Linked DNA regions of Danio rerio: region 1 is linked to region 2. The links are chromatin contacts, called in public Micro-C maps. All regions are on one chromosome and are shown on one strand. Each heading gives the region's core, a stretch centred on a gene start, on an enhancer-like site or on the middle of the called end of the contact. The rest is flanking DNA. Distances are from core to core; before and after follow the strand shown. Region 1 holds the start of tbx1 (T-box transcription factor 1). Region 2 has its middle 170 kb from the start of tbx1.

Region 1 (4,918 bases), core at 216-2,715, 170 kb after region 2:
TTTTTTCTTGCCAGCGAATTCAAATTTGGTACAGTGATTGACAAGGTCCTATTCAAATAAAACATCCCGCGGAGAGCGTGCACGCTTTTTTCAACCGTGCACGGGAGGCGTGGAGCTCGCGCTTCTGACATTCTCTTCTCTCCCGCAGTAGCTCTTCTCCAGTGAGCCCTCATGACATCATCCAGACACCGCGGCTGAAGAAAACACTTTCTGAGTGCGTGTATGTGTGTGTGCAGAGGAGCGATGTTTTAATACAGCCGGACGTGTTCGAGCAGATCTTTTAATTGGAGCATATAAAGCGGAGCAAATTCCGTGGGAATAGTTTGTTTTGAAAACAGTGGAGATCACCAACATCGCCAAAAGGCCCTTTCTGAAAGAATGCAACTTCGTGTACTTCGAGTTATTGTTTGTACTGTCTGTGTTCTCGACATGGAGTAGCTCGGAAGGGGGTGGAAGCGGTGTTCCTTGACTCAGTTTCTCGCTTATGGACGACAGTAGTCCCCTTTCTCCAAAGGCAAATGCTTTCAGTATTGCCTGTCTGATTTCAGCGAGGGATCAAGCAGGAAACACCACGTTTGACAAACACGCCACTAGCCTGGACAAGCAAGCGGTGCAAAACTGCTCCAGATACATTAAAATGCATTACAGCACTGTCACGCGGGAGATGGAAGGTACGGGCACGATCTTGACAATAACCTTGTGATTTCTTGGGCTCGCGCAGTTTGTTTAACACTTTCGCGTCGCAGTTGGCGCGCGAGAAACTTTCAGTTAATACCAAAGACACGTGTATTTCAATATTATAACGCAACAGTCAACGAAGCATGTTCTGTCTGTTTACGCCCAATGCATTTAATATACAAAACACGGCGCTTTCCTCTATATTATTTTACAGTAGCCCGAAATGCAAATAAGTGTTCCAAAGTTGCACCTTAGCTATAATTTGTAAAACAGGCTTGCGTGGTCTTTGAATAACATAAACAGGTCAAAGAAAACATTAAGCACAGTACACGGTAGAAACAGTGTCACAGAATTCTAGGAAAAGATTCCACCTCCAACCCAAGGATGAGCTTGTCAGATGAACAAAAACCAACAGCGAAATTGTAAACAAAAGGAAACGGCGCTTAGAAATGGACCGGAGACTTGTTCCTTCGCAACATTAGTTGTCTGTCCGTACTGCGCGGGTGTTTGTTTTCTTTGCGAAAAAAGTTTACTCTCCGTCGTGCCAGCTAACCAGTCTATTGTTAGAGGAGGGCGGTGTGGGCGATACACTTATCCAAAAGTAAATGGGTGCCGGAAAGCCCATTATAAGGGGCGCACTTCTCTGTCAATCAGTCTCGTCCCAAGGCGAGGAAAGGCACATTACCTGCAGTTCCTTATCTAAATAGAAATAAGAACCGGTTTTATCGCAAAGGGGAGGCCCTATGCGAGAGATAAGAGAGAAGTCTGGATTTCAGTTTAGCAAAGGGGCAGGACAGAGGCCGCTTGGAACAGTTCACAGCGCGCAAGACTTTGAAAACAACGGTGCGCCAACACGCACGAGTTTAGATCGGTAATCAACACAAACTTACTAAAAAGTCGTTTTTACAAGTTCAGTGCGAAGGAAGACATCATTCGTCAAATCTAAGCAAAATGCGTAAACATTGAAGGAGATCATCGTTCTTAAAGTTCTGGACAGTCATAAAAGAAGAAAACCTTGCGATACGCGATCGACACATTATCTATTGGAGACATCTTGAAATTACTTTCTATATAGACGAACACTCACTTGCATATTGTTGCTTTTGAACTCGAGTCCAGCGCAAATTGTAAATCCAATTTTTGGAATGATTTCAGCAATATCAAGCCCGTGGCTGACGCAGCTGTCCCATTTTTGCGATGTTGCAGCCTTCACGACCAGCAGCCTGAGCAGCCTCAATACGCCCGGGAGTTACCATCTCTCTCCTTCTCCTGGGGATCCATACAGCCATCATGAAAGCCAGTTTGAGCCGTGCCCGGCTGCCCAGCACGCCTACAACTATTCCGGATCCAACTCAGCACAAGCCCCGGCACAAGGAGACAGCGGGACCTCCAATTGCTCCTCGTCGTCGTCAAGCTCAACGCCGAACAAAACGCTGGTGAAAAAGAACCCTAAAGTAGCCAATATTAATGTACAGTTGGAAATGAAGGCACTCTGGGATGAATTTAATCAACTTGGGACTGAAATGATTGTCACAAAAGCCGGGAGGTGAGTTGACATTATGCTGAAGATTGTTTGACATCTGGTTGTTGTTTTAACAATTTCTCAACATTGATGTTAATTATTCTTGTTATTGTTGTTAATTTTTAGGTTTTATTTCGTTTTATTCATTTTTTTAATTTAAACCCCTACAAACTTTCTATTTAGTGTAGCAATCTAAATGTATCTGCATTTCAATATGAGCCTTTTTAAGTAGCCTATCTTCATCGTCAATGCACTTGATTGGTGGTAACAATTTGTTTTGTCAACTGAAGTCATCTTATAATCATACTTGCACGAGAAATACAAATTTATCATCTTATTGTCAGTTCATTGTGATCAATTGTGAATAAATACCTTTAACATAAGCTTAGCACAATCATGGCCATTTAAATTAAAGTGTAAACTGCCTATTTACACAGTGATAAGACATACAGCGTAAGATACAGTATATTTTAGCCCACCTGTGTGCTAAAGGGCTCCTTGCTGACTTCAGGATTAATTCACTATAGTGCATGCATAGATATGGTGTCTTATTTACACAGGCCGTTCTGTTTATTCAGGTGAATGTCGAGCTTTAGCTAGAAATTACCTCGTGCAAAACAGACCGTGATTAAATGAATGCAAAGCAAATGAATATGTATACACTATACGACTAAGATAAATGCGCTCCAGCGTACCACACAAATACAAATTCACACATGTATTTTGATCTAGCCTTACCAGGCCTCATAGGGTGCATCGTGATGCTCTAAATAATGTTTCTATCTTAAATGTACCTAAAAAAATCACTAGTTAAGGAAACGAGCTGAACGACACTTATAATAATTTTGAAAGCAAAGCATCTGCATTAATACTGACAATGAGGTCACTAAACCACTACGTGGACCGTTCATCAAGTTTAGCGTTAATTTCTTGCAGCTGCTTTGGCCTACTAAAACTCGAAGCAGTTCACTGGGGAATAAAACATTGCATGCACTTTAAACAATAAGCAAATTAGTCTTTTATTCTGATAAATAACCAAACATCGCTATACTAATCACATGGCTAATTTTAACTCATACGTTTGTAAAAAAAAAATAAATAAATAAAAAAAAAGGAAATTTTGTACATAGTTAAATTAACATTTTAATCCAATTTTCCAAATAGATTAAACATTTGCACAGAACTGTATTATTTTTTCACAATGCATTACTTTCCTTACCAATTATTATGTTGTGGTAACTGATTACACGCCTTTCACATTTCGAAATGGGTATTTAATTTAATATGTTTATGACAATTGTTTAATTGTTTCTGTTCATTTAACTTGTAGCATATTATGCTATATTTTACTTAATATTAGAATTTTTAAAGTTGAATTTTATTTTTATAATTAGCAGGCCGAATATAACTTAAATTTGGACAGTGACTTTGGCCTTGACCAGATTTTAATAAATTAAGACAGCAATTAAAGGTAAATGCTTTTAAATACCAGTTAGCTGTTGTTTATAGTGAATATGAAATGTCAAAAAACAGATACAGAAAAGCAAATACACAAAAAGAACATTTGATGTTAAACAAAGGAGAAATAATGAAGCAAAGAAACACAGAAAAGAAAATCGAAAACCTGGCTCAAGTAGAATAAAATAATAAATGAAAAAGGTAAATAAAATCTCAAATATAACTATATCAAATTTACCCACACAACAAAGCATTCAATTTATTTAAAAGTAATGATAAATGAGCTATTATTTTCAATAAAAAAGCAAAAAGATTAATCCTAATTTAGACGTTTTTCAAACATGTGTATTATTCGTACATTTGCATTTTACTGTTCAACAATATAATTGCACATATTTTAAGTATAATATTGAGTTATGAATATAAACGTGAGGTGCATTTAACTGCATTAATGACCCTTATGAAATCACAGGCTTGATTCATAACGATCTGCTATGCTCGATGCTAAAAGGAGCCAAAAAATATTTTTTTTTCTTCTTTTAAATAAGAACCAACAATTTTAATAGTGTGACATTTTTACTCATTCGCTTATGTGTGTGCGCGCAAGGTCATCAGTCACTCTAATGTGTTTACTGTTTTGGATCTAAAGGAAGGCACTTTAAAAGCTACTTTAGCTTCACCTACCCACAACTAGGGGCCTGAAAAGACACTCACGTTCACTGAACAATGATTCCAGTATTACTTTCACTGGTATGCAGCATGCGATGTGCCTGTGCTCCAGAAGTTTGCAGATTGGCTTTCAGAATAATGTATTTGTACCCCAATACACGCATCTTTAAGTATTTGTTTAGCATGATCGGCGAAAGCATCCTTACTCATAGCAGGCCTTATGAGTGTGTGAGAGAGGGAAAGACTGAAACATTTTATTGTAGGTCCGAAAAGCGCTAAACTTGTTTCTGCGCATGGATAGGCCCACTATATTATATAAGTTTAACACATCGAGTCAGTATAGAATGCAAAATAAGCTACTTTCAAATTGTCAGAACTTTGATCAAATATTACATCGCAATCACTATGAAAATTAGAAGAATATTTACATAAAATGAATTCGAGATGTTTTGCATGAACGTTTACAACGGATTATATGTGCATTCTCCTTATTCCAGACGAATGTTTCCTACATTTCAAGTCAAAATATTTGGAATGGACCCAATGGCAGATTACATGCTCCTGATGGATTTCCTACCAGTGGATGATAAA
Region 2 (4,825 bases), core at 1,134-3,633:
AAAGACATTTTCACAGTATGTCTGATAATATTTTTTTCTTCTAGAGAAAGTCTTATTTGTTTTGTTTCGGCTAGAATAAAAGCAGTTTTTAATTTTTTACAAGCTAAGTTAAGGTCAAAATTATTGTTTGCCCTTTTAAGCTATATTGGTTTTTGATAGTCTACAGAACAAACCCGTTATACAATAACCTGCCTAATTACCCTAACCTGCCAGGTTAACCTAATTAACCCTGTTAAGCCATTAAATGTCACTTTAAGCTGTATAAAAGTGTCTTGTAAAATATTATTTACTGTCATTAAGGCAAAGATAAAATAAATCAATTATTAGAAATGAGTTATTAAAACTATTATGTTTAGAAATGTGTTGGGAAAAAAAATCTGTTCTCCGTTAAACAGAAACCAGGGAAAAATAACCAGGGGGGCTAATAATTCTGACTTATATATATAGTTGGAGAAATAAGTATCTTAATTTGTCACCATTTTTTCAGAAAATATATTTCAAAAGGTGTTGTTGACTAAAAAATTTCAGCATATGTTGGTAACAACCAAATAAATCCATATATGCATAGAAAACAACATTAATTAGTTTACAAACAGTCCAATAATTTTCATGACGAACAAGTTTCTACTGACGAAAACTAGACGAAAACTAAATAAAAAAGTGATGATGACGAAAACTATAATAAAAATATTACTGACAAACTTAATATACTGACATTTTCATTGACTAATATAAATGAGATGAGAATGTGATTGGGGGACGTTTTTTGGAAAATATCCAATCAGAATTTATTTTGGTGTGTGACACGACGCACACATGCACATTTGAAAAGTAACTGCTCCACGGTAGACACAGGATACGATTACAGCATCTTCCATAGGGGCGTCTGTTAGATTAAACTGCAATGAAATGGCAACAGCTGAGAGAAAAAGAAGATTCAGGTTTAATGTCAAGACAAATACAACATAATGATGTATTTGATTTCGCAAACAACATAACGAAACTGCCTTAAAATGACGCACACTTTTATTTTTTACCGACATCTTCGCATTAAAATTTCTCTATGCGAATTACCACCATACTGTACCTGCCAACACTCCCATATTTCCCACAAGTCTCCCTTATTTCGGACTCATCTCCCGCCACCCTCCCGTTTTGTTTTTTCTCCTGGAAAACTCCCATAATTCCAAAAAAACTTATTAAATTGTCAACTTAAACTAGACTAAAACTAAAATGATTCAGAAGACTGAAATATGACTAAAACTAAAATGTAGGCGACGCAGTGGAGCAGTAGGTAGTGCTGTCGCCTCACAGCAAGAAAGTCGCTGGTTCAAGCCTCGGCTGGGTGGATTGGCTATTCTATGTTGAGTTTGTATGTTCTCTCAGCGTTCGCGTGTTTTACCTCCGGGTGCTCCTGTTCCCCCCACAGTACAATGACATGTGGTACAGGTAAATTGGGTAGGCTAAATTGCCCAGAGTGTATGAGTGTGAGTGAATGTGAATGGAAGTTTCCCAGAGATGAGTTGCGGCTGGAAGGGCATCTGCTGCGTAAAACATATGCTGAATAAGTTGGCGGTTCATTTCGCTGTGGAGACCCCGGATTAATAAAGGGACTAAGCGGAAAAGAAAAATTGAATGAATGAATGAATAAAACTAAAATGTAATTTTAGTCAAGAGACCAAGACTAACTAAAACTAAAATTGCTGTCAAAATTAAAACTGTTTACAGAGTAAGTTATGTGTAATGAAAAGAAATGACACCGGAAAAAAGGATTGTACAAATAAAGAAAGGGAGGTGTAGAAAGGCAGTGAAAGATACAATAATCCAAAACACAGACAAGGAAACTCTCAAATGCTTTCAGAAAAAAAAATAAATAAATAGATCAAGCTGTAGAATGGCCCAGCCAATCACCTCACTCAAATCCAATAGTAAATACAAATTAAAGATTATATTTGATCGATGAGACCTACAGAACCATTAAGATTTTTACACTCTGTTGAAATCTGTGAACAAATCACACCTGAGCAATGCATGTGACTTCATTCCCAACAGAAGAGTTGTCTTTAAGCTGTGATCAACCAAAAAAAGCCTATTATATAAAGTAATACATTTCAGTAGTTAGTTTCTAGTGTCATTTCATTGTTATTACACAACATTTTTTTCAGATTTGATCGTTTTGTTATATTTTTATGTTTGCATTGTTTCGGTTTTTACCAAAAATCTGGTTCAATTCAGTGTCAACAGCTCCTTTAGAAGTATTATTCCAAGAAAAAAAAAAAAAAAACATAAGATCAATTTATTTATCCCACTGTATTTGCAGTATAATTATTAACTGCAACTCTGGCCAACAGATGGCACTGATGACTAAATTGGTGCACTGTCTTTGAAAGGTGAGATATGTGTTGGCTGGAATTGTTTTTGGAATGCAAAAGAAGCACTTCTGGATTTATGCATAACTCATACACTCAGAAACTGACTTGACTACCTAAGGTAATTTAATACAATCAGCTGTTGGGAGTGTGGCATGATGGTGTGTATCATGTCAGTTCATATGCGGACTGTGTCATGTTTAATTTTATTGAAAATGGACAAAAGGGCACAATCCCATAGATGATATATACACTTTTTTTTTTCAATTGTTATAGTACTGATTGTTAGTGTAATGGTGTAAGCAGTGTTGGGGGATGATACTTTAGAAAGTAATGCATTACAATATTGAGTTAATCCACAAAAAAGTAACCAGTTGCCTTACTTAGTTACTTTTTATGGTAAGTAATGTGTTACGTTACGTTTGAGTTACTTTTGCGTTACTTTTTTCTGACCTGGCTGAGACTTCATCTCTTTCAGGTTGCAGGGTTTTCTTTTTTTCTTTTTTTTAATAGAGGAGATCTGCAATAAACGGCACACTGTATAACTGTACGTTTAAAAAAACACACACATAAAAAATGTATGTAGGATAATGTTATCTTCAGAGAGCTTCCTGACCCCAGAGCTATACATACCGTATATACAGATTAACGAAAGTTTAAAGGGCCATGAAACCCCCGTCTCTCAGCAGAGTGTTTTCACACCTCTAGTTTGAAAAAAAGTCAGTAATGTGGGTGAGTTCAACTTCATTTAGGTGGGAGTGTCGAGTGGCGAAAGAGGAAAGGGTTTGCATGAAAAAGGGAGTTTCAGTTCGAGCATGTGCTGATTTTCACAGAGGAAAAACAACAAACAGACGCAGGAAAGAAAGATAGTCAGTAATCGTATTATTTTTCAAATTCTTAATATGTCGACTTTAACTGCAGTTTGGCACTTTCATTTTCATTCAGGAACATTTCATCCATGCCCCCATGACAAACGAGATATTGGATGTGAGGAACTGCTGGAAGAGTGTAGTTTTAACGTAATGTTTAATACCGCACGCCATATGGGAGAAAAAAAAAACCCTGTGCATTTCTCGGTAACTTAGATGCACTACTCTGTCACAAAATGCGGCAAAAGTCCTACACGACGGCAATAGTTTGATTAAGGTGTTTATAAAACACTTCTAAATTTCTTTTCAAACTAGAAGAACGAATTTGCTTGAAATAACACAAAAACAACCAATTGTCCCTTTTTTGTGAAATTTAGGAGGGATCCCGGGGTGAGAAGGGTGCGCGACTTATTTGAGGACCGGGAGGCAGACGCGTTTGCGGGCGTTATTCCACAAATGTATAGAGTCTCCCGGAACTTTTTAGGTTGTCTGAATATCACGTTTAACAACTATAGTGAGACGCGATTCGGCGGTACATTCTTGATAAACTGTCTAACGTGCACTGCTCTCTGTCTGGAGCTCAGAGGAGCGCATGACAGCGTGTGGCTGTGTGTGTGTGGCTGTGTGTGTGCGTGTGTGTGAGAGAGTGTGTGGTCACATGATGTGCATTTTCAGTGCACACTAAGATTTATTAGTGTAAACAGGGCCTGAGTGTGTATTTTTCGCAAGCGGGTTTGCGACTGAGGCGGGGTTGAGGACTGGCGATGCCGGCTCAGCATCATGTTGTCTATTGGCCATCGCCGATGACGATGGCATCGTCTACCGGCCCAACCATAGCTGCCAAAGTATAAAATTCTACTTAAGTTTACTTTTAGTTGTATCTAAATATTGTGCAATCTGAGATCAAATTTCCTGAAACAACTACCATTTTAAATAATTAAATTGTGAAAAATATCTTTACCTTGAAATAAAATGGTCATAACACACAACTACAACTTCCTTTTAACTGTTGATTCTTAATAAAACTTTATTTAAATGATCTATTTGAATAATAATAGACTGTCTGCATAATATCTGTTGATACTGGCTCTTCAACAGACACTTAACTGACTATAAGAAACTTTTGCAAGTACATGTCAACTTACACTAACCCTAACAGTTTACTTATAATCTCCTGAGAATAATTTAGCATGTAGATGCAATGTAACTTAAATTCAACACATGCACCATTAAAATAAAGGGTGACCTGACTCTCTTATTATTTGATGTTTGATACAATTTGATACATTAGATGTGTGTTACTCTTCAGTGTGTAAATGGAAAAGGACCATGTGTAAATGTAACATTTAAACAAGTTATCAATCATATGGCATATTTAAAGTTGTTTTACATTCAATAAAGGTGTTTCCACGGTCCCATGTTCTACTTAGTGTAACCACCGTTTACTTTTAGTTGTCTCTACATATTAAAGTGCAATCTGAGATCACATTTGAACTCAAAATAATTACACAATTTTCAGAACAGAGAAACATGAAGGTACAGGTTTACCCAGAAATGCTTCAGAATTCCAAAATGTGTTGTCACCAT

What was found. Hi-C and Micro-C count contacts between places; a contact is called where the count stands out from the background.
Region 1: a Micro-C map of caudal fin shows a contact between it and region 2, with 9 times the contacts expected there. The contact joins the promoter of tbx1 here to the enhancer-like site in region 2. A contact is called at or near these places in 1 of 18 Hi-C or Micro-C datasets (caudal fin) and 1 of 4 datasets of contacts at active chromatin or transcription factors (caudal fin).

Annotation. Positions count from the first base shown.
Region 1 is chr5:15,936,027-15,940,944 of GRCz12tu, forward strand. tbx1 (T-box transcription factor 1) reads left to right here and starts at 1,466. Exons shown (of 7, transcript NM_183339.1): 1 at 1,466-2,224; 2 at 4,825-4,918. The coding sequence starts at 1,824. It also overlaps a transcript of srrm4 not described here.
Region 2 is chr5:15,761,753-15,766,577 of GRCz12tu, forward strand. It overlaps a transcript of sema4c not described here. Among named protein-coding and RNA genes, the nearest start is that of tbx1, 170 kb to the right of the region's middle. Within about 2 kb of position 2,384, at least 1 of the 62 cell types and tissues checked has an H3K27ac peak or open chromatin away from gene starts, as enhancers often do. A contact at or near this core is called in caudal fin, where this site is marked.